2 separate regions of the Mus musculus genome follow, and region 2 is linked to region 1. The links are chromatin contacts, called in public Hi-C maps. All regions are on one chromosome and are shown on one strand. The core of a region is the stretch at or near the end of the contact, and the rest is flanking DNA. Distances in the headings are between cores, read along the strand shown. Region 1 has its middle 180 kb from the start of Mir21c. Region 2 overlaps A930035F09Rik (a long non-coding RNA gene).

Region 1 (4,719 bases), core at 1,284-3,783:
CTCCAGGTATTCCTACCTAACCTTAACTTTTCCTCGGGTTCAAGACCCTTGGAAAGGCCTGTATACTTATTTTGTGTACCATATTTCCTCTTTGTTCCTACTCTCTCTCCCCACTTTACTTCTGATAGCTTGTCCTGAATTTCATCTAGAATCCGCCCTGCCTTAACCACTTGATAACATGTGAAAAGGAACAAAAGGGCTTCTAACACTAGAAAAAATTCAAGGCCAAACATAACTTGTAAAGCCATTTTCCACTTTACTTCTGATAGACTGTCTTGAATTTCCTTAGAAAGTTCAAGGCCAGGCTTACCTCGTAAAGCTATACTCACTGGTACTCTCGTTCCCCAGCTGAAAAGTTCTGAATTCATACAGTTGAATCCTTCTTAACAGTCTGCTTTACGGGAACCTTTATTACCGCGACCCGCAGTTCTGGTTCTGGAATGAGGGATCTTCCTTGCGCCAGTCCCGAGTTTTTTCTCGTCCCGGGTTTCGGCACCAATTGTTATTAACGCGTTAATAACAATTAGGATAAAGATCAGAAAACTTCATGTTCATGCAAGATGAAAATTCATTTACAGACTCTCCTTGGGGCTATGTTGATCCTGCTCTGTCATAATATAGTCCAAACAGGTCCAGGCAACCACAAATCACAGGCACTGCCATAGCAGCATCATGCTGAGCAGGCAGGAGGCAGGAGGGACACAGCACAGACCTCTCAGTAGGTCAGAAGAAGGAACATTGGAAATTGGGAGAGAACCAGTCCAAAGATCTCTGAGACAAGTGTGTGTGTGTGTGTGTGTGTGTGTGTGTGTGTGTGTGTGCGTGTGCGTGTGTGTGTGTGTGCAGAGATCATTGGACCTTAGCTCTTTATTGTTTCTCAAATGCCATCTACCTTGTTTTGAGAAATGACCTTTCACTGGCTTGGACTTGCCTATTAGCCTTAACTAGCTGGCCTGTGAGCCCAGGGATCTACTTGTCTATGCTTCCCTGATATTGAGTTTCCAAGTGAGCACTGCTGTACCTGGGTCCTTGTGGTATCTGGGAACCCAACTAGGCTATATCTCCAAAGCACTAAATTTTTGAGGAGCTAATTGAGAAGGTATATAGTACGAGAATCCCTAGCTGGGATCAAGACAAAGATGTGTCCCCAAGGTATGCCTCAAGACCTTCTTACTCCAGTTAAGCCCTACCTTCAACAGTTTCTACCTCCTCCCAATGGTGCCATTCAATTAAGAACCAATCAAAGATGAATCCGATGATCCAATCCAATCCCCATGACTCAATAACCATCCCATCATCTTTGAACATGCTGCATTAGGGATCAAGCCTTTAGCACATGAGTATTTAGGGGGAATTTTTTTTTGTTGTTTGTATGTTAGAATGGAGAAGGAGAGGCACTGGGCCCTCTGACAAGCTCTAGAGGTAAATCTCAATCCAGGCTGATTCGGTTCTAGAGAACCACCCTCAGCAGATAGTGACATCCCTTGACCAAGTCTCAGGGCACCACTGGGTATTTAACTGTGGTGTACCAAGCACAGTTCAGAACTTCCTGTTACAAAGTGCAGTCTGTTGGATCTCCCACCATAAGATGGAGATGAAACATCTAGGATAAAATCACAACAGGGTTAGAACACCTCCACCCACCCAGTGTCACTCACTGTAGTTTACAAATTACACCCACTAGTTCAAGTTCAAGGTCTGTGTATGGATGAGTTGGCCCAGTGGGTGGGTACAAGCTGAAAATGGACAGCAGCTGCTTTACAAACACATTCATGGACAACTGAGAGATGGTAAGAAGAGGAGTGTTCCCCATGGCAGAGCACTGAGCCATGGTAGAATACCACTCTTAGTGTAGAAGATCGAAAAGCTACTTGCAGCATACTGAGATAAAAGCTGTATATCTTTGCCATTTCGATCTCACCTTTCTACATTTTAATGGCTGACGCATTCTCCCTGATCATCCTCTGACTCGATGAGTCCTTTGATAGATCTGCAAACAATGTTTCAGGGTTTCACAGTCACAAAGAAAGTAGGGTGACTATCTAGTGGCTGCGTGCCCAGAAAGGGTGTTGCTTTTGGCAAAATGAACCAGAGTGATTTCCAAAGTAGTATTTATTCATTTTGAAATTATGCACACAACAAACGTCTGGGTGAGCTGACTTCTCTAACCCGGGCACTAATGGGGAGGTAGGCTGGTAATTTGGAGCACTCACTCAGGAAATCCTGAAATTAAGGTTCTTTTGGAAGTATTGACTCATCCCCTTGCTACTTTCTGAATGCATCCATTTAACACACCAATTAGTAATTGTAAATTGTGCTCTAAATTTTGCAGGTGATTTTCTGATGAAATGTTGCTTTACTAATTCTAGTGGGTGCTGTTCAGAGTTTGCTTTTGCATTGAAAATAGCTTCGATTTTTCTCTTGATAAAAAAAAAAAAAGGAAATTGCTAGAAAAGACCCATCCAACTGAATACTTCACAGATATGCCTCTGTAGCTCCACAACATCTACTAATCAATGAAGCTGGCTTCAAAAATAACACCCACAGGTCTGGCAAAGACCTCTCAGTGAAAAGGCACAGTGTTCAATCCTCCCAAAGTCAACATGGTGGAAGGAAAGAATTGATTTGCTCAAGTTGTCCTTTGACTTCCATATGCAAGCTATAGCTTGCACACCCACACATTCACATAACACATGCAAACACCCATACACACAGAGTAAATAAATTCATACAGTGAAAACCTCACAATTCATTTTCAAAAATGATACCCATGTGTTTGGAATTGAACACATTACAGAAAACAAGGCATTGTCACAGGGCGGTCTGTGAAAGACCCACCACTTTTCACCATGTGAGTCCAACCCTGAGACCCATTCATTAGATGTACTGTACAGCACACAGGGCAAAGCATGCATTATTTCACCATTTAGTATTTTCCTGAGACAGATTACTTTTAAACTATAAATGCTCACTGCTGGATGCCAAATATTAATTCTGATTTAAAACTAATAATTTCAAATCTTAAACAAAAGTAAGTACTCATGACAGCCTTTCTTAACTGATACAGGGGTGGGGGCAGCATTTTCCTCAGCCATCTTAATAGTTTCTAGTCTTAACAATGGAAACATACAGAGAGTGTAAATTCTAAAGCCGAGTTTCCTACAAATTTGGAAGAAAAAAAAGGTGGAACACCAAATGAGACTCCACTAAGCAGAGACATTTACTACGGAAGAGGAGACTATATTAGGAAGGGCTAGTGCTGGTCATTGGAAAACCCTTTGAAGGCTTGCTCTTTACATGTTTAGTCAGTATGCTGTTTACTGTCAGAATGTTTGAATGTTATGACTGAATGCTTACAAACACTTAACTGCCCCTGAATGAACTCAGTAGAGCTACTGTGTTTGTTTTTCACTTGTGTTTGTTCATAATGCTTCAATGCTGAGCTGAAAGAAAGAAGAAAGAAAAGTGAAAGAATAGGGCTCTTCAAATTGCACAAAAAGCCAAATGAGTATTATGTCAGGGAATGGAGGGAGCATTTGAAATGTGTCAGTTAGGGATCTTGAGGGCAAGAGCATCTTACCTCACACATAGAAAACCCTCTCATCACTCATCTTTTACCTGTGTAGTGTCTCCATGAGACCCTTCATTTCTATGATTAAAGATGAATTGAAAGTTTGAAACTGGGATAAGATGGCATGGGCATGAAGTTCCACTCCAAACTTCCACGAAGTTGCAAAAGTGCGTGAGCGACCAAATTCTTCCTAAACTCTACCTCGGTGGCCCTTGTATGGCTTCAAACTGTCTCATACATTTATTGGTTAGATGTTTTCTTTATTCATGTTTATTCCATGCACAGCACTGGATGCTGAATGGGTTGGCACTCTTCAGGCAGGATGCTGTTTCAGATCTATAGACTGGAGATATGTATTTTGCATCATAATGCCAACATGACAGTATATTTGAAATTTCAGCATATGGCCACTCAACACTCTTGCTCTCCTCTCTCCTTTTTTAGACCTCATATTCTTCCTCTGACTCTATTTCCAGGAGCTCCCTTCACACCTTCCCTCTGGTCATTGTATAAAATTTCTCATTGCTGTGGCCCAATGCTGGCAAAAAGCAACCCAGCTATTTTGGCTTACAGTTTAATGATATAACGTATCATTATGGGAAAGCATGATAGCTAGTGCTTGGTCACATCCAGGTGAATCAGGACCAGAAATATGGTTGAACTACAAATCATTACAGAAAATTGATGTATCTTCTTTTTAAAAATGTTTTTTTTTTCAATTCCTTGTCCACTTTTCTCTGGTAGAGTCTGTCTTTCACTAATTTGTCAGTGAAGTAGACAATTACCAAGATGGCTTCTATGACCTGCTAAGATGGCCTCTATTACCTCACTTCCTGGGTTCACACCTTGAAATTTCTCTCACAGAAGTGTGAATAGAATCCAGGGATTTACTTATGGTGAACAAAACACTGCAGAAGAGATGAGATAGCACCACTGATGGTTCATATTTCCCTACTCCCTCCTTTCCCCCTCCCTCCCTCCCTTCCTCCCTCCTTTTCTCTCTCCTTCCTCCCTACTCCCTTCTCCTGTCATTTTCTAAGCTGTCCTAAGGGGAAGGATGCATTATAAGAAACTGATGTTTCCAGCCAGCAGCCAGCAAGACCTTATGATTCCCACAGCCACATGGGAGAGATGAGAGCCTTGAGCAC
Region 2 (4,714 bases), core at 1,939-4,438, 250 kb after region 1:
TAGGCAGAGGCAGAATATCAGCAGAGGCCAGGAAAAGACCAGCTATATGTGTGAACGTATACACACACACACACACACACACACACACACACACACACACACATACACACACACACATCATCATCATGAGAGGTCGAACAGAAAGGTCAAACATATGTAGGCAAAATAAATAATAAAATCATAACCCACTATATCCATTCTATAGCCACTTAATTAAGCAAGATACAATACTTTTCTGGCTTCTTGTTGATGAGTTTTGTTTTTGGGTTTTCTCTATTTTTTGTTATTTATCTACTTCAGGCAGAAAAATATTCCTGGAAAGAATGTTGCTCAATTATTCTGACATGATTTCAAAGGCACTGTTCAGTTTACCACTGTTCATTTTGTAACACAGCCCATTCTACTTAATGGCACAGATAGAATTCCCTGAAGCTCTAGAGTATGCTACCATGACCCCAAGGAGTCAGTGCTAACCTTTTCTTTGTCATTTGTGGTCCTTCTTATGAACACTACAGTCTTGTTGTTCATGCACAGGGGTGTTTTTCATCTATCCTCTGTTACCAGTCAGATCTTAAGCACTTATGCCTCAAGTGGTTTGTTGACACTTGACACAATTCCTTCTACTCTAAGTCAGAAGCAAGAAGCTCTGCTGTGCCAATCCTCATTCACCCTCAGCAAAGGCTAATCTGGAAGGCTAGAGAGATGGCTCAATGGTTAAAAGCACTGCTTTCTCTTCCAGGGGATCTAGGTTTAGTTTCCAGCACCCACATGGCAGCTCAAAACCATCTGTAACTCCAGTTCGGGGAGACCTTTTTCATCTCCACAGGCGCACATATGGTAATCACAGACACAGAAGGGAGCCAAATACTAATACCCATTTTAAAAAATAACTTTTTAAAAGTCTCATCTGGAGATCCTTTCCTACATGGTGTTCTCTGTCTTTCAATGGCCTTTTGAGAGATAGACTTTAGTGTCTATAGGTTTAAAGGCATGCAAATTTGGACTTTCCAAGTCACCTTGGAAGTATCTCTGGACTTAGGTTTCTCATTGGTAAATTAAATGAATTTTACAGTTTTTATGTGCTCAAATCAGTTGATCCTATCTCCACTACACATGAATAGCTAAGGAGATGACAGTATGTAAAACAGAAGTGAATACTTGTCCACATGTGCACATCCACACAGAACTTTCCAGCAAGGAAAAATTGGGCATGTTCTTAAAAGATGAGCACTGAGTGCTGATTTAGGTTTGAGCATTGGCAGATGCAGAGTATGGTTTCTATCATGGGAGAACTCAAGCTTTTCACAAAACTGGAAGCTGAAGTTGAGAACAAAGCTGAGGCTTGGAAAAATGCTATCAGTGGAAGTGATCTGAGTTTAGTCTGCAGGTCTCCAACTCTCAGGGCTTGGTTACACTGTTACACTGTTATACCATTACACTGTTACACTGTTACACACTCAGCAGCTTCGTGAGACACAGGGTCTTCTCTGGACTTTGTATGTTGCAGCTGGAGCTTGGAAGGTTTTTGTAGTTCTCTTTTCTTCCTAAATTCGCTTTTCCCTGGGGATCAGTTTTCCTTTTTGCTGCTTCCATTTCAACCGAAGGTTTTTTCCTCCAATGTGAGATGATTAGCAATTAGCCCTTCACACTTAGGCAGAGACTGGAAGGCTATTTATCTGTCTGCTTTTCACACTGGGAAGCAGGGCCTTTGAGGATTAGTGCCATGTTTTGCTCATGTCTTTGGGTGAAACTTTCTTGCAAACATGAATTATTTAGAACATGGCCGAGGCACCCCCCCCCACTCACTCTTAATCACATTAAGTAAGGATAACATTAAAACCTAACAAAAAGGACTGAGTGGGTTCTAATATCTTATTCTGTGATCAATAGTTAAATGATTTTGTCATTAGTCACACAATGATGAAGTTACATGAAAAAAAAAACAAGCAGAACGAAGCAGATGAAAAGAGACATTAATGTGTCATCAAATATGTGAATGACTATTGGGCAAATAGCATTTATTCTTCCGTGGGTTTTCTATATATTAGGCACTAGTCTGAAAATTCAACCCATAACTCTCCTAGCCCTATGAGGTACATGCTATTATCTTTCCATCTTACAAGTGTGAAATGGAAAAGCAAAAAAAAAAAAAAAAAAAAAAAAAAAAAAGAAAGAAAGAAAGAAAGAAAAAAAAGAAAAGAAAGATTTACATTAATAATTGGTGGAATTTGTATCCAGGCTATTTGTAAAACAGTCATTTAACCATCTTGCATTCTGTACTTTAGAATTTGGACCTAGGATAAATGTGTTACAATTAGACTTTCCCAGGAGCAAACAACAGGGTCAAAGGATGTCAAGGGTGCATATTTGCTGGATAGGGAGATAGCTTAATCAGTGAAGTGCCAGCCTTAGAAGTAGAAAGACCAGAGAGAGAGATCTCTAGAACCCCAAAACCCAAGTAAAATGTTGGGTATGACACTTGTAGTCCCAGCCCTGGAGAAAAGACAGACTAGCCAATCCTTGGGGTTCCCTGGCCTATTTGCCAGTGATAGATCCTGCCCCAAAAAACAAGCTTGGCAACACCTGAGGGATGACATCTGAAGTTCTCTGCTCATTATATGCACCCTCACACACAGACACACACACACAGACACACACACACACACACACACACACACACACACACACAGAGGAGGGGGATGTATTTGTGATGGTCTAGACATTCAACCTTCAAACATGCTCTATGTTCAAGACTTTGAGATGGAAGTTTTGTGCATATCTGTCTGTCTCTCTCAGTAGCATGGAAAATTCCTAGGGGGTATGGATGATGTAGTTTTCTGAGCTCTTTGGAAGCTATTGCATGCACGTAGTAATCACAAATATTTGTTGGCTGGTTTTGAAGTGCTTTCCACTGGCAAACCTTTTAGAATTCGGTCGATGCACTTGTCTCTGAAGTTGAGCATGAAGGCAACAGCTTCTGAAGCCCCTTCTAGGCCTCTGATTTGGAAGCAGACAAAAATAGACAGGAGCAAGCAGCAGCAGGCCTGTGACCCTCTGTGGCTCAGCTGGAGGGTGCTATGCCAGAATTTCTGATTTGAAAAAAGAAAAAAAAAATGAAGGCCTGAGCAATTCTCCAAGTGGTTTATTGATCACATGGTCCAGGCCTCTAAACTCTGCCCTGGATATACAGGACATACCAAGTTGGTACTAGGGAGCTGGCTTCTCTCCTGGTCTTGAGGAGACGGCAGCCATCCAGAAAGCTGTCTAAATACTTCTGAACTATAACATTCAAAGATAAGACAAGAGGCGCAATCAGAAGGACTTTATAAAACAATTGTCAGTAATAGGAAAACATCTGAAAGATTACAGTGGGGTTGAGAGTAAAGAATCTTAAATATTTGCTAGATTGTTTGAAATACTTGGAAATGATCATTTTGCCTTCAAACAATGGCCATTTGCTATTATAAATAGCACAACACAATTCTGAAACAAAATCTATGAGGGTCATTCAGCAATTGACTCTGCACTCAAATGCATTATTGTTCTATTTCTTAAGGCTAAATGCAAGAAAATATTTTTGAGTCATGAAAGGAAGAGTGTAGGGAAATGATAATAATCTTCCACAACTACTCTTGACAAGTTAAAAATGATGCATTATACACGACCCATAGAATAAATGTAAAATCGCAATGGGAAGAGAAAGATATGCCCTTGTTTCGAGACTGAAATGACGAAATGAGACCATTCTGTGGAAGCCTCAACAATCTCATCACAGTGAAATACAACTGGGTTTGAACCCTTCCCCCACTGTCATTGAAGCAAACAGGCCCTGATGTCCAAATGAGCTTTGCAAAATTAAAACCCATGCTGTTACTGGCTGTCTTCCTTTGTTCCCCAAAGCTACTCAGCCTGGCTGAAGACAACAACTTACTCGGCCTCCCTTCATGCCCACGTGTACTTGGAGGGTTCTTCCTGCTGGGAGCTCTGCACACTGTCAGCATACTGAGCAAGCTATCAATTCAGAGCCTCATTCTCAAAGCCAATCCTTGGCAGTCCTATGAGACCAATCCAGTTGCCAAAACCTGTATTTTTCAAGCCCTCTTCTGGTACTCTTCTTTGCTCCTCTTACAAATTCCCATAGTCAAGACTGGGAGTCTCGTACAGCTGGTAGCATGCTTGTGCCTTGCATGAGCTAATCCCTATGTGCCACCCTGTGCTGATTAAAACTTGTCAACTTGACACAAACTAAAGTCACCTGGGACGAGGAAACCTCAACTGAGATATTACCTTTATCCTATTGGCCGATGCACAAGTCTATGTTGCGTTTTCCTGATTTGTGGTTTGATGTTGAAGGTTCAAGCCAGTATAGGCAGTGCCAACCATGGGCAGCAAGTCTTGAGTTGTATAGGACAAGTAGTACAGGCTGAACAAGGTAGTAAACAGGACTGTGCTTCAGTTCCTGCTTCCAGGTATCTGCTTTGAGTCCTTCTCTGACTTCCCCAATGATAGTGTATAGCCTGTAAGTTGAAATAAATTATTTCCTCCACACATTGCTTTCTGGTTATGTTGCTTATCACAGCAATAGAGAAGTAAACTACAGCATGCCCCTAACACTGCATAAAACAGGTATAACAGTGCATGTCTGTGATCCTGGCACAGAGGAAGTAGGAGAATGGAAAGTCTAAGATGTATACCATCCTGATTTCAAATCAGA

What was found. Hi-C and Micro-C count contacts between places; a contact is called where the count stands out from the background.
Region 2: a Hi-C map of liver shows a contact between it and region 1, with 4 times the contacts expected there. The contact joins two enhancer-like sites. A contact is called at or near these places in 1 of 39 promoter capture datasets (liver) and 5 of 484 Hi-C or Micro-C datasets (all in liver).

What each region holds. Positions count from the first base shown.
Region 1 is chr8:128,090,973-128,095,691 of GRCm38.p6, forward strand. No RefSeq gene overlaps it. Among named protein-coding and RNA genes, the nearest start is that of Mir21c, 180 kb to the right of the region's middle. Within about 2 kb of position 2,534, at least 8 of the 459 cell types and tissues checked have an H3K27ac peak or open chromatin away from gene starts, as enhancers often do. A contact at or near this core is called in liver, where this site is marked.
Region 2 is chr8:128,336,818-128,341,531 of GRCm38.p6, forward strand. All of the region lies in intron 1 of A930035F09Rik (a long non-coding RNA gene), which reads right to left. Among named protein-coding and RNA genes, the nearest start is that of A930035F09Rik, 19 kb to the right of the region's middle. Within about 2 kb of position 3,189, at least 6 of the 459 cell types and tissues checked have an H3K27ac peak or open chromatin away from gene starts, as enhancers often do. A contact at or near this core is called in liver, where this site is marked.